Linked DNA regions of Mus musculus: region 1 is linked to region 2. Evidence: chromatin contacts called from public HiChIP or PLAC-seq data. All regions are on one chromosome and are shown on one strand. Each heading gives the region's core, a stretch centred on a gene start, on an enhancer-like site or on the middle of the called end of the contact. The rest is flanking DNA. Distances are from core to core; before and after follow the strand shown.

Evidence for each region. HiChIP or PLAC-seq counts read pairs in DNA pulled down with a chosen protein or histone mark.
Region 1: a contact with region 2 is called in an HNF4G HiChIP or PLAC-seq map of pancreatic cancer cells. The contact joins two enhancer-like sites. A contact is called at or near these places in 1 of 484 Hi-C or Micro-C datasets (cardiomyocytes), 1 of 115 datasets of contacts at active chromatin or transcription factors (pancreatic cancer cells) and 1 of 9 other capture datasets (adipose tissue).

The regions. Positions count from the first base shown.
Region 1 is chr3:123,335,915-123,340,623 of GRCm38.p6, forward strand. Sec24d (Sec24 related gene family, member D (S. cerevisiae)) reads left to right here. Exons shown (of 23, transcript NM_027135.2): 11 at 572-696. Among named protein-coding and RNA genes, the nearest start is that of Mettl14, 48 kb to the right of the region's middle. Within about 2 kb of position 3,132, at least 31 of the 459 cell types and tissues checked have an H3K27ac peak or open chromatin away from gene starts, as enhancers often do. A contact at or near this core is called in pancreatic cancer cells, where this site is marked.
Region 2 is chr3:123,009,763-123,014,135 of GRCm38.p6, forward strand. It overlaps Myoz2 (myozenin 2), which reads right to left. Exons shown (of 6, transcript NM_021503.2): 5 at 3,838-4,021. Among named protein-coding and RNA genes, the nearest start is that of Myoz2, 23 kb to the right of the region's middle. Within about 2 kb of position 3,074, at least 3 of the 459 cell types and tissues checked have an H3K27ac peak or open chromatin away from gene starts, as enhancers often do. A contact at or near this core is called in pancreatic cancer cells, where this site is marked.

The DNA of each region.
Region 1 (4,709 bases), core at 1,882-4,381, 330 kb after region 2:
CTGTGTGTTTGAAGCCAGCCTGGGCTACACAGCAAGACCTTGCCTTAAAAAGAAACAAATCATACATATATATGTTTCTTTTATATATATATATATATATATATATATCCAAAGGAACTCATAAGAGAATATATCTGAAAATCATGATATTCCCATTAATAGAGCTTGGTTACAGCTTCCAAAAGAAATGTATACTCCTTTGTAGCATTCCTTCTCAGGGGCCCAAATGCATTCCCTCTGTAAGGGAGTGTGCTACATGCAGGGCTGGCTCAATACTTGACTTCCCTTCAGCAGTCATGGGAGGAGAGTCTCTGGAGATAAAAAAGCAAACCATTTCTGTTAAATATAATAGAAAGTTCATGTCATAACGTGGAAAATAAACAGGCTATTTTTAAAAAAAATCTTTTTATAGTGGTGGGGTATTGGGGTTCCTAGAAAGTTATTTGATCCACAGATGTTATAGCCTAGGTATTGAATGAAGCATCTGATAGTCTTCTAGCATTTGTTTATGTTTGATTATGAGGTATGCTTGCCTTGTATCGACTTCTGTGATGTGCTTGCTTCCCTGCAGAAGAATAAACCTCCCAGCCCACCAGCCTTCATCTTCATGATTGATGTCTCATATAGTAACATAAAGAATGGCCTCGTCAAGCTCATATGTGAAGAGCTGAAGACCGCGCTGAAGCGGCTACCCAAGTAAGGATGCTTGCTGCTGGCCTCCTGTGAATTACACCGTGTCACTGAGCTGAGCAGACTGGCTGATTAATATCGTTTGCTAATGAGAACATTATAGTCAGTTATAAATCAAACTACACCATTCTTTGGGGGTATTTAAAATGTCAGAGTGGATGTTTATAGAAAGAAAAGAAAATAGGAGAAAGAAAAAAAAAACAATGGTAGATAAATGAAACATCTCAAAGATACTTTATAAATTACAGGAGAATCCCAACTGTGTGTATGTGTGTGTGTGTGTGTGTGTGTGTGTGTGTGTGTGTGTGTGTGTAGGGGAGAAGTTTGGAAGCCTGTTCCACAAAAGCTGGCAGTTGCTGATAGTGGTGGAGTCCAAGGGTCCCAGAAAACTGAGCAGTTGTCATAGGAGAGAATGGAATCTTTTTAGCCAAATTCCCCTCTGCTCTTGTGATGCGACCAAGCTCCACACTGCTGCTTGTGTGTCCTGGCTTAGCAGTGTGAAGGAAGCCCCTGTCTCTGTCATTTCAGAGGTTCCCCATTCACCTGTAGCTGAGCAGGCGGCCACACCCTGCTGTGGTCCCTTCACTGCTGAGCTGCTTTTAAAAAGCTGGCTGGCCTGTAGCCTGCTTCAGGATGGAAAGGGGAAATAAAACTGATAGCAATTTTAACCGTAAAAATCTAATTGTATGCGTGCATAGCTGACATTACATTTGACAGAAAAAAAGAAAACAGATTTGCTTCGAAAGGTGAGTGAGGGGTTGCACATTTTTTTAAAAAATATAAATAAAAGAGAGGTTTGAAAAATTACAGGAAGTAGCTAATAGCATCCTTTCATTTTTCTCTATGGTCTCTCCTACTAAAACTGATATCATGGCTAGGTTTTTGTTGTCTCTGTGTACAAGCTAGCTGTTTGGGGCTGGAGCTAACACCTAGCATAGAGACAGGGGAGTAGGCCCTGAAGAGAGGATGGGGAGGCCAGGACCTGCTGTGCACCCCACACCTTCTCCCCATGGTGCTGAGCCATGGGGAGCAACATCTGGTCTGGACAGGGGTGTTTAGGTAAGGAGGCATTCTTTACCCATGGCGCTTCTTGGCCTCTGAATGCCTACCCCTCTGTAGTCTTTCCACCAGAATTGATGCTTTGTCTATGAGAAACTTGGACATGTGGGCTCTGGACCACCCCGGAGTGGTTTTGTTTGTGTCTGTTAAGATGAACTCATAATATTGTTGAGATGGTTTGTAACACGGGGAGGATGTTTGAAAAACACTGAGGTGACTTCAGACTGGCCTGAGGTGAAAAGCGAGCTGGGACCAGCTGCAGGTGGTGAGCAGAGGCCCCCATGCCTCAGAACTGCTGTGTCTCATGTTTTCAGAGTGACTCGAGAAGGATGGATTTTCCTGTTAGATAGTATGTGCTTCTTCGTGGGACTCTCCCATGGGCTGCTTTAAGTTCAAATCTGAGTTTTGCATTTAGTTTGTAAGAAACTGAGCCACCACACCAGTTTCTGAAAGCGGACTCTCCTTTTATAGTCCCTCACTAAGCCTAGCCTGCCTTCACCAACAGACACTCCCCAAGCCCTGGTTACCAGGGCAGTGGTGTGAAGTTTGCAGCATGGTGGTCTGAGATCTGAAAGCGCACATTCCACGTTCTCTCTATAACCAAACCCCCTGAAGCTCCTATGTGCGACTTTGGCAGAAGACTAGAGAGACAAGTTGAAGGCTACAGCTAGTTGCTCTCAACTCTGTTCAGATCTCTCAGAACTATACCATTTCTAGCTAAGTGGCTTCATTTTTAAAAAGATCCCTGGTGGCTTTCTGTCTGAAATTTGTCTTGGTCTCTGTGCCCTGTCAATTCGATTTCTCCTTTTGTACTAAAGCAAGCAATATTTTATTTTTAACATGTCAGACAACAGTCTGCGTGTGCTTGGTGTTCTAAAATGTTCTGAGTCTTCGAAAAAGAGAAGGTCCTTTCCCTCCTGTTTGAATTGTATCTGGCCTTGTAAAGTTTCTAGATTTCCTGACTCTTTTGGAACGAGGAGGAAAATCTTTAAAATCACTCACTGGTTATTCATATCAAAGTATTGGGTTATTTTGACTTTTTGTCTGTTTTCAATGTTGATAAATTAGAATATTAGAGATGGGGCTGGCAGGATGGCTCAGCTGGTAAGCACTTGCCTTCATTTCCCTTTCCTTTCTTTCATTTCAAGTGCGAGAGCCTGAGCTCAGTTAGTAAGAATGCCACACCCCTTGACTGGCAGCCAATCTAGCATAATTGTCGAGATTATGGCCGAAGAGAGGCTTTGCCTCAAAGGATGTGGATAAAGTCCTGAGGGTGACATCCTGCGCTGTCTGCTGGCCTTCATACGCTCATAAAAGTACACAGTCAGTACGAAAGAAAGCAACTGTTTAGAAAGGTTAAAGATTCATGAGTTTGGAATTTTGTGGCTTATCTAACGTTTGCAGTATCACCCAGCCAGATTTACGCCATCACACAGGCTGGCTGCAGTGAGAGAGGGCGGCTGAGAAGCAGGAGAGTAAGTAAGGCCCGTGAATCCCCGACATCTTCATGAATTACAGAGCCCTTCCCGTCCCCACAGACAGAGAGCCCTTCCTGTCCCCATGTAGAATCCTTTATATACCCTAAAAAATTAAACAAAATTAGTCATGTGACTCTCAAAATTATACAGAACTAATGTGGTAAGGCAGAGTCTCTTCATGTGGTATAATTTATATGTTACAGGGTTGAGGAAATTTTAGGGCAGTTATAACATTGAAGGAAAGTTTTTTTTTTTTTTTTTTGTTTTTTTGACAGTTTTGTGTTTGTTCCTCAAAATAAAAAGCCTCGAGTCTGTGGAGATGAGTGATAACGGATGTGAGATGTTCTGATTAGATGCTTTGTAAAAAGGTTAATTTAGATCTTCAGTGATCTCTGTGGATCCCAGCCTGCTCCTCCCATCCAGAATGTGCCCAAATCCAGTGAGAGTGAGCGGTGTCAGTCTGGAGGAGTGTGTGTATGTGCATGCGTGTGTGTGTGTGTGTGTGTGTGTGTGTGTGTGTGTGTGTGTGTGTTGCTTTATTCGATTCCATTTTAACTATGAAAAGAGAATCAGTCACTCATGATTTATCAGACGTTTTTCCTTGTGTGATGAGAGGTTGCTGGGAGACAAAGGTGAACGAATGATGTCCTGGTGAACTGTTGGTCAGATAAACTCGTGCCTTGTAGCATTTGTTTATTGCACACGTCAGTATTTCTAGCCAGGCTGATTTTAAACCTGAGTTGCACCATCATGGCTTGCTTTGGACTTCTATTCCAAAAGCAGCAGAGAGAAGGCCTTTATTTTGGCTCGCAGCTTAAGGATATACAACTCCATGGCAGAGGAGGGAAGTTGGTTACATCGCATCTGCAGTCTAGAAGTAGCAAGAATGAATACCGCTATACAGCACTCTGGAGCCTCTCCCCCTCCCCCTCCCCCCTTCCCTCCTCTCCCTCTCCCCCTCCCTCAGGAATTGTTTTTAATTATGAGTATGTGCACATGTTCCCAAAGGCTTCTATAGAAAAGAACTTCAGATTTCCCTGTAGCTGGACTTACAGGAAATTGTGCTTGACGTGGGTGCTGGGAACTGAACTCAGGTCCTCTGCAAGACTGCTACATGCTCTAACCACTGAGCCATCTCTCCAGCCAAGCTTTGTCTTTTTTTTTTTTATCCAGTCTAGGACACCCCCACTCTTCCCAAGGAATATTACTCCCCACATTCAGGATGAGCCTTTGAGCTAATCTAGAGACTCTGTCACAGACATGCCTGAAAAATCTGTCCCTGGGTTGATCCCCAGGCCACTCAAGGTAACAACCAGGACTAACCATTACAGGCTGTGATTCGCCATCCCAAAGTCCAGCATGTTTTACCAGCGTGTAAATCATCTTCAACAAAACTCCCGTTTCTCCATTGCAGCAGACTCTGGAGTGGCCCAGGGCTCGGGGCAGGGGGATAACTCTAGGGCTTTCCCTTCCATTACCGTC
Region 2 (4,373 bases), core at 1,824-4,323:
TGTAAGGCTGTTTAAGTCCAGGGGAATACTTTCAAACTTTAGTACAAGCTGGTAGAGCAGAAATTTCCAGTGGAAAGACTTGAAAAAATTTTTTGAAAAAACAACCCATAATTATAAAAAAATCCATAATTTCCATAATAGTAACTTTTCAGAAATAGTTGAGTTGAAATGGTTTTCATATTATGTTACCTATGTAATGAATAATAACCCTGTATCTTGCAGATTCACAGATTGATGGTTTCTTGTTTATTTTGAAAGGATTATATTGTAAAGATGTATGAATAGTGCTGGATACATAATATACTCATAATAATTGTTATTTTTTTTCTACAGGGTAAAATGCTTGCATAGAAATGAAAAATAAACCATTTTACCAACTAACAAATCAATGTGCTATATTTAAAGACACTTTAATCACAGAATATGTTCTACAGATAAGAAAATTAAGTTCAAAGTTATATATAAGATCACACAGTAATTTGCAGAAAAACCAGAAAATTTCTTGCTCTTGGTTCATTGCCCACATATTCCATGGGCTTGAATGTAGGATGGAGTTTGAATACATACAAAAGGAATAAAGAACCAAAAGTTGTATTCAGTTCTTTGTCATTTTGAGATTGTAATTCTCCTTGGGGGTCCATTTTCTTTTAATCATTATCACCTCTGAGAGTTATCAGCTTGTATCTCAACCTTTGTTAATATCTAATGATTATGCCTGAGAACATGGGGGCACTAAACTGTAGTAGTTCTCTCTCTCTCTCTCTCTCTCTCTCTCTCTCTCTCTCTCTCTCTCTCCCCTCCCTTCCTCCCTCCCTCTCTCCTTCCCTCTCCTTTGTGAGTCTTGGCCATTTGTTTTACAAAAATGAAAAAGTTATATCAGAATAAACTCTCAATGTAGTAACATGTTGAATAATTAAATAATATAAGAGTGAAACAATACTAATTGCATTTTACTTTTGAAATATGTATGTATAATAGTTGAACTAAATTCTTGGTTAACTTATGTTCTCAAAATCATTAATAGTTTGAAGAAATAAAATTGTGTTGACCTATAATGGGAAAAGAGCCTATTTTACATTGGAAAAGTATTTGAACTTCTCTTTTAAATGACTGGATTATATTCTGAATAATACAGCGAAGGGCCTTTGTCATGTTGAACTTATACAGGTAGAGATAATTACTGGGTCATTTTTGTAGTTTACTGGGACTTTGTAGTTTTTATTCCTGACATATTTACTTAACTAATTCTGGTGATTTGCAGTAGCTCCCTTGGAATGTGTGTGAGCACAATATGCCCTCCGTGAATAATAACAACTTTGTTTATTATTCTTGCTTATTGTCTAAAAGGGGTCGATAAATGTCTGTGTCAGAAAATGTGTATGTAACTCTTAAATGTAACTTTGATCTTGAAAGAATACTTTTAATGGATATAGGATCATACATTGATAGTTACATCATGATGTTAGTTGCTCGATCGTGATTTCCATCACTTTAGTTAGGAAATTAACTTGCTTTTGTTTCTTTGAAGAGAAACGTTAATCCCAGGACTTCAAACCTCTTTCCTGTCTTGTTCACTCTCCTTGACTTGCGCGGTGTGTTTGAGGCTTCTGTCAAGTGTGGAAAGGTCTTGGCCATTAGCCCTTTTGTGTTGCTTCTAACTCCTTCCCCGGGTTCCTGCTCCCATGGACCGTCATGGCTGCGCAAGCGTCCTCTGCTTTCCTTGCTCTCTGGTTTCCTTTTCCTCTGTATTTCAGCGGGAACATTGTCCTGTGTCATATCACAGTTCTCTCTTCAGCCATGTCTAATGTCACTAAGTTCATTTGTTAAGCTGAAAGCTTCTCTGTTTCTCAATATGATACACAACAGGAAAACTTAATCAATTTCCGTAACATATAGAACAAACCGTCACGGAATAGCGGTACATATTAGGAACTACTGTGGAGCACTATATGCATTCCTGCCAAATCTTAAACCCTCTTGTCCCTGGAAGGAGTCGATATTTTGAATTTTATTGTAGTATAAACACCAAGTAAAATTTAAACTAGAGGACATGGCACTAAATAAGTCTAAAAAGACAAATACAAGGGAATGTCAGGGAGGGGAGACAGAAGTGGGTGGGTGGGGGAGCACCCTCATAGAGGAGGGGGTTAGGGGATGGGATAGGGGGTTTTCGAAGGGGAGACCTGGATAGGGGGAAACATGTGAAATGTAAATAAAGAAAATATCCAATAAAAAATGAAAACAAAACAAAACAAAAGACAAATACTATATGATTTTACCTACAGGAAATATAGAGCAGTAAAAATCATGAAGTGGAAAGCAGGTTGACTAGGGAGGAGGACCATAAGACTCACCATCCAGAACAGATGCAGGCAGGACTTCTGGTCTTACAAGAAAATGCCTTGGAGATGGTGGTGATGGTTACATGCATCGTGAGTGTAGGAAATGCTGCTCACCACTTAGACCTTAGCATGATTCAAAGCAAGGGGTGGGAAAGATGGCTTAGAAGTTAAGAGGATGCTCTGCTCTTGCAGGTGACTAGGTTTCCAGCGTTTACATGGTGGCACACAACCATTTGTAACAACTCCAGGTCCAGGGGGCTGTATGCCCTCTCCTGCCCTCCAAGGGCACCATGTACACACACAGTGCACACACACATCCAGGCAAAACACTCAACCATATAAAGTAAAAGAAGTGTGTCTTGGGTTTCTTTTGTGTGTGTGTGTGTGGTGGTGTTTGTTTTTGTTTTGAGACAGGGGCCCCAGCTGTCTTGGAACTCCCAGAGATCCACCTGCCTCTGCCTTCTAAGTGCTGGGATTAAAGACATGTGCCACCATGCACGGCCCAAGAAACACATCTTTTAAAAAAATGCTTAAAGTTGTCAAGTTTATACTATGTATCTTGCCATAATTAAAAATTGACAGAAACGAAACTATGGTAGAGATGATTCGAATCTAAAATTGGGCCACGCAAAAAGACTGATATTTGTGGTCACTTTTTGTGACTAAGAGGACATGGTGTTTGTTCAGCTTGACACTGCTGACAGAAGCCACATTGAGGTTGTTGAAGGCTGGTCTCTTGTTTGCCTTTACTCCTAACGGATATGCTTGCAATTTCTAGTTGTCAGCCTGGAGTAGCCGCCAGGGCTTCTACATGGAATATCTCAGTCTGTTCCTGCTCTTCCCAGGCTGCAAACTGCTCAGTTTTGCTTAGCTTATCTACCCTTTATCTTTATATCTTACCAGTGAACACCTCCCCCTGGAAAGTAGCATCAAATAATGGGGTTAGATTCTAACTTTTTTTTTTTAAAAGATTTTGGTCATCAGGATAATTGACTAACTTCATAGCTTTTTAAATCACCTTTTTAAAAAATGACTCTTGTGCCAGCAATATGACTCATGAGTAATGGCCCTCACTGTCGTGCCCGATGGCCTGCGTTCGATCCCTGGGACTTGCTTGGTAGAAGCTTGGTAGAGAACAGACCTCTGCAGGTTTTCCTCTGACCTCTAACAGAGCGCCACGGCACGTGAACTGTCCTCCCACCGCACAAATAAAATGGAGAAATAGAAATATATAGATAAATGATAACATTTTAAAAATGCATCACTTTTATGAAGTTCTTCGTACAGACCCCAGCAAATTGACTAGTTTAAACTTGGAGAGTATTAGTAACAATGCAAAACTGAGTGTCCACTCAGACTTAGCAGAGGCCCAGGTTTCTTCTTAGATTCTTTTCTCAGAATGAAAGATGGTTTTCTCGGACAGTTTGATTCCCGGTACGGTAGTGTGAAAGTCTTGTTCACATATCCTCCGACTCACCCTGGATAAATGAGTTACCTGTTAAAGCTCCTGTAATCCCGCAGTTCTGCTTTTCCTTCAGGCTTGAAAAGTTTTGGGTACAAAGCCTCCAGGAGCTCCGGATCGCTGCCAATCGCCTGCTCCCATGGAGACCGGTAGTACTTAGGAACGGCCGTCGTGTTAAACCTTTCAGGAGGAATTTCCTTCAGTGGTCCAGAATATCCTTTGGAAACAGGGCACAGGGAGTGAACAGAATGCCCTTCAGACACTAAACGCCAACCAACATCTTCTTGCCTTTACTGTTCGTGCTGGGGAGTTTGTGAAGGGCCCTTTCTATGAGTCACCAGAAAGTAGTAAACGGAAGTGGAGATATTTAAAAACATTTTAAAATTAAGGAATCTAAAAAAGGCGACACTTTATTATGGTTATTATTAATAATTATTATTATTTTATTATTTTAATGATTTGCGCTTTTCAAATCATATTGTTTTCCCTTGACTATAATTTGCATTCATTTAAGTAAAACTATTATTTTTTTATTATTAGGTATTTATTTCATTTACATTTCCAATGCT